2 separate regions of the Mus musculus genome follow, and region 1 is linked to region 2. The links are chromatin contacts, called in public Hi-C maps. All regions are on one chromosome and are shown on one strand. Each heading gives the region's core, a stretch centred on a gene start, on an enhancer-like site or on the middle of the called end of the contact. The rest is flanking DNA. Distances are from core to core; before and after follow the strand shown.

Region 1 (2,700 bases), core at 30-2,529, 180 kb before region 2:
AAGACTTTATTTACCAACTAATTAGGATGGCAATTTATTACAAGTATGAAAATAATGAACTTAGAATTATGAGAGGAGTGGAGCTCTTCTGGCTGTAAAGAGAAAAACAAAAGCATTTCTCCTGCTTCCTGTGCCTGAGAATGGCTCTATGTCAGTCATCGCTATTAATTTCACATTTCACTTGCTCTTTATTTTCCCCAACATCTGAATTCTGGTGCTGTTGATTTTATAAAGGCTTTTTAAAGATAAATTTGCTATGTATTAGAAGCAGTTGTTTAAATAAGCACTCAATTCCAACAGCTCGGTACTTCCCATGGCAGCAGCTGGGAGCACACTCCACAACCAGGCCAGCCTGTCTTTGCTGTGTGTTCCTTCTTCTTCCAGTCAAAGAAAGCCAGCTCTCCTAACACGCGCTACCTTGTGCAGGTTGTCCTCATGTTTAATAAACAGGAGCCTCCACCAACAACCAATAGTAAATCTTCCTTCTCCTGTATGGGGGAGGGGGCCTAATACAACATCCTTCATGGATTATTAGTCAGTGTCGTGTCAGTATTATTTATCTCATATCCTGAGTGAATTAATAAGAAAATGAAGCTGAATCTCCAGTACGATCATTTGACTCTTAGATGAAGCCAAAACAGGCCATGTAACTTTAAAATACAATATTTACAAAGTACAAAGTCAGCTAACTCTGCATTCCTACCTCAAATGTTTTCAGAGATAACTCTGCTTCATTCTTACATTAAAAATAAAATAAAATAAAACAAAACCTGTTGTATTAAGATAAAAGGGGCACACACCTCTACAACTTAATCCCTGCTCCAGGCTAATGACATGAGATATTTTTCACTTTTAGTTCACATCCTGAAAAAAAAAAAAAATGCCCTTGACAGGAAATGTTCTGAACTGGATTCTGAGAGTCGAACTTACATTTTTTTTTTTCAAATGACAAAGACAGAAGAGAGGCAGAACAAGCAAGCATGGAAGCCCACCTAAAATAGACCAACTCTGAGTGCTGAAGGTTCGCTAGGTGCTGACCAATGTCACAGTTCAAATTTATACCACAATAGACATTTAAGACAGAGCATCTTACCCTCCTTGCCTCCCCCCTCAACCCCCCCAAGTGTCTCCTTCATTGCTGATCACGCTCCTGAACTGCAATCATGGTTTCTGGACTGCAAATAAACAAATTGTTCATCACAGTGTGACGTAGTTAGTTATGATTGATCACTGCAAAATAGAAAAGGACTTTGTCCTCAGCCAAAGCTGAGAAGGGGCTGGGCCAGTGTGTGCTGTCTGTCCATCTGTAAGCACCCAGCATGCCCATCTGGTAAGAGACTCCATGGGTCATTCACAGCAGAGCTCCCATTCCACAGGAGGGACCAACCCCACCTCAGTCTGTTTCCTGGTCCTAATTGATTATAATGCAATAACCCCAACCTTCTTTTAGGCTTTTAAAATCTCATCCTAGTTGTACAAGTTCCAAGAAAAGCCAGGCAGGCAGGCAGGCAGGCAGGCAGGCAGGCAGGCAGGCAGGCAGGCAGGCAAATGCTCTTTATCTTTTACCAAAAACAATTTATTCTGAACAAACCACTGGGGAGGCAGCCATGTCTGGCATTGCCCCACCTATCAACAGTAAGGTCTAAGAAGAGGATGGAGTCTCCACTAGGGTTTACTCCACATCCTATGATTTTACTGCTATTTTTTCTCTAGCCAAGTGGCTTCATTAGTCAACAAGAGAATATGTACCAAGCTATGCATTCTAATAGTCTCCAATAGAGGTAAAAATTAGAAATTGCTTTTTGAAAAGAAGTAGGGTGGCATTAAAGATCCACGACGGCATGGCAGGCTGTGCAGGCGTGGCGTTGGGATCACATGGGTTAGTGGCACTCTGCTCATGACTAAATGCACAACCAATTGAATGAATTTATGTACTACTCACTTGCTCACAAACTGTCTCTCTCTATAGACGCTGTCTCACTTCCAGAGTAATTAAATTCAGTCTGTGACGTATTTATATGCACACAATTTCAGTTCATTGTCCTTCCAAGAGTTTTATGACTGACACACACGGGGAAGGAGAAGAAAGCAACAACTGAAGACCCAAGCCAGTGGGAACAGCTCGGTTTTAACCCATGGCTGCTACCTGCTGTTTCCTCCTCTTCACAGAACCTGTCCCGTAAACACAGCCAGTCACATGGTTAGTACTGTGTGGCTCTCCCACACAGTGCACATCATACCTTTGATGACGTGAACAGTGGCTTAAATCTTGAGTTATTTCTTTCATTTTAAATAGTAGAAACACCAAGTCTCAGTCCTTCTCCCATGCTCAGCTCACACTGTTCCTGCTGCTGTCACTAAATTTCTACCTACAGGTCCATACGGCACGCTAGCAGATGACAGTCATATAAGTGGTGGTATTCTGTATGCGTGCACAACAGGGCACCCACAGTCCACACCAGAGTTTCATTCTAGACCCAGCCATGTGCACAAATGGCTGAGTGGAAAGATGTGTGTACTTAGATACTCTCAGCTCATTAACATTATATAATAGTCACAGACCTAAGATTCTAGTGCCTTGGCCCATAAATGCAAGTTTCCCATTTTTTTTTTCAAAACTAAGAATATACAACAACAATTACAAAAATAGTTGTGGCAAAGTAATACTTGCTCTGAAATTAAAGCCTTGGCACTCTACTT
Region 2 (2,700 bases), core at 84-2,583:
TTGAAGAGCCACCAGGATGGTCGTGTGTTCTGTGAGATGGTGGTAAACTGCTCACACTGTTCTCCTCTGCATTTGTACTCTTAACTGTGGTGTCTCTTAGGTTCCCACTGGCTCACCAGAGAACTGCAAATCAAGGTGGCATAGTTAGCTGAGGTGGTTTTCAAGTTTGAACCTACACAGTCAGACAGGGTTCCTTCCGACTGCCTTCCTGTGGGTTCCTCTCGGCCTTCCCAACATAGCACTCGGTATGCCTTCTATGAAGATGTTCCTCAGAAAAGAAAAACCTGTCTATTTCAAGGGCACAGAATTAGCAGTTGTGACTCAGCCTGGCAGTGAAACTCCAATCTAAAGGGACGAGCTATAAATGAATGAATGAGAAAATTAAAAGTGGAGAGAGAGCATCAGGAATATGGGAGAGAACACAACACAGGGAACATTTTTTTTCCTAAGGTTGGCCATGGATAAAACAAAAACAAAAACAATAACAAAGCAAAACAGCAAAGCAAAGCAAACCAAACCAAACCATGAATTCTTGTGTAGGAACTGGTAAGCTATGGCCTGCAGGCTGACAGTTCTCTTTCTAAATAAAGTTTTATTGGAACACATCCATTCCCCATTGCTCGTGGCTGTTTCTTTAGTAGCAAAGATGGATGCTTTCCACCAAAGACTGTATGGCTGGCAAACTGAAAATATTTACCACCTGCTTTGTAAAGAAGGAAGCAGGGACAGATTCTTACTCCGTTTCCGGCTGCCTGCTTTCCTGTGTTTTCTGGGCAGGCTTTTTGGTCAGCAGCCATAACAAAAGAGAAATTTTGGAAGTGGTTGTCAGTCTGTATAGGGAGTGAGGAGGCCTTCTGTGGGTGATGAAATGAACCAGACTTGTAGCAAGCAGCTCTGCAGTGGGCTAATCTGGAGGCTGCTCATGCAAACAGCAGCAGCAGCAACAACAACAACAACAGGAATAACAACAACCTTGCATTAAAGTCATGCAGAAGTTTTGTTTATATTTTACTTATTAAATACTTGTAGCCCTCCGATGTAGGCTTAGTACTCATCAGCCCAGAGGTTGCATTTTTAGAAACAGGATTCTTGACCAAGCTAACTGTTGCTTAGTTAAGTTACATATGGACAAAACCCATACCATAAAATTTAATTAAATTTGTAAGCGCCTTTTTGAGTTCTTCAGGATATGTTAAAAAGCAAGGAAGTTTTTGGTGGGCTCATTTGCAGTGAGGAGGTGTTGTAGATCCAGCAAAGCAGGCAGGGTCTGGGATGACTCGGTGGAAATGGCTTTGTTTGCTTGACTGTCTGTTGGGCCAGGATTCTTAGGGTTATTTTTAGGTGTTCTGTTCTTATGTATCTGTCAACTTAGGCAACATTGATTTACCTAAGAGACCCAGTTTGTAAATAGGGAAACGAGTCCACTGGAATATTTAGAAACTACTTTCTGCATTAGACCGAGGGTTGAGAGACAGCAGGCTATTATGAACTCTCTGGTCTTGCTAGAGCTCCTCATTTAAGGTTTTATAATAAGCCTTCTTATTATAGAGTTATTGAGGCTCTACTTGCCTTTTGGAAGGAGGCAGCCCAGGGAAATGGGGTTGGGGAGGGGAGAAGGATGGCCTAAAAGCTGCTGGTACCCAGGCTCAGGGTGGGCTTAGAGGCTGTGTGTACCACCCTGACTGTCACTGTCCTTCAGGTCACTGGGCACAGACTTTTCTTAATAAAAATGGGATTTGTGTCTCTTAGGAGACAAGTCCTTCTTGGCTGGCTACATAAGAAAATACAAAACAGATGTGATCAATGTGGAAAGGGCCGGGTGACATTTCCGTGAACTTGGAACCTAATGAAATCCTCTCTGTTGCCCCTGCTATGAAAGTTGCTTCCACCTCTCCCCTATAAATGGGCTTGGCTCTATTTTCCTTTGAAGGGTAAAGATTATGTTAATAGAGTTTTAAGAATCAATGCAAAAAAAAAAAACAACAAAAAACAAAAACCAAAAACAAATAAAACCCCAACAACTCAAAGTCTTAAGTATTCTTTCTCTTGCCTTCTCCTACCCAGACGTGAATAGCCCCTAGTGTGGGTGCAGAGGTGGCAGGGGTCTTTTGTGCTTTCCCAACCCTGCTGTGTGCACAAGTAGCTGTTATGACTGCCACAGCATAATTGACTTTAAAATGCCTTAACGATCAAAAGAAATCTGTTTTCATTTTGTAATTCCCAGTCTCCTTAGCTTCCATCTTTCCAGCCAGTTTAGTAACTTTTGAAAATGAACCTTACGGATACGATTTACCAGGTTGGCCAATGAACAGCTTTCTGTCTGTGTGGGGGGCTGGTGGCAGGTATCTATCTATGCCTTCTCATGACCACTGAGGGACACACACACACACACACACACACACACACAGAGAGAGAGAGAGAGAGAGAGAGAGAGAGAGAGAGAATGTATTTTGCACCACTCTTCTGGAACAGCATCAGTTATTTCGAGCTTTTAAGGCCAATACAAAGCATTCCCTTTCCTTAGTTTTACGGCACCCACAGCTGCTGACCAGGTTGGCTGTGCTGGCCCTTCCTTGTTGTGTTGGCCTAGCCTCACACCCATGTAGAAGTCTGCACCCAGAGTGATGCCAGGCCAGAAGGTCTGGAGCTGGTCCACCTTGAGAGAGAGGCTTCCCTATCAGGTAAAGGGACAAAAGATGG

Evidence for each region. Hi-C and Micro-C count contacts between places; a contact is called where the count stands out from the background.
Region 1: a Hi-C map of liver shows a contact between it and region 2, with 3 times the contacts expected there. The contact joins two enhancer-like sites. A contact is called at or near these places in 3 of 484 Hi-C or Micro-C datasets (bone marrow-derived macrophages, embryonic fibroblasts and liver).

Annotation. Positions count from the first base shown.
Region 1 is chr19:58,553,725-58,556,424 of GRCm38.p6, reverse strand. No RefSeq gene overlaps it. Among named protein-coding and RNA genes, the nearest start is that of Ccdc172, 43 kb to the right of the region's middle. Within about 2 kb of position 1,279, at least 3 of the 459 cell types and tissues checked have an H3K27ac peak or open chromatin away from gene starts, as enhancers often do. A contact at or near this core is called in liver, where this site is marked.
Region 2 is chr19:58,371,919-58,374,618 of GRCm38.p6, reverse strand. All of the region lies in intron 5 of Gfra1 (glial cell line derived neurotrophic factor family receptor alpha 1), which reads left to right. Among named protein-coding and RNA genes, the nearest start is that of Gm10007, 77 kb to the right of the region's middle. RefSeq lists an enhancer at 1,557-2,697. Within about 2 kb of position 1,333, at least 6 of the 459 cell types and tissues checked have an H3K27ac peak or open chromatin away from gene starts, as enhancers often do. A contact at or near this core is called in liver, where this site is marked.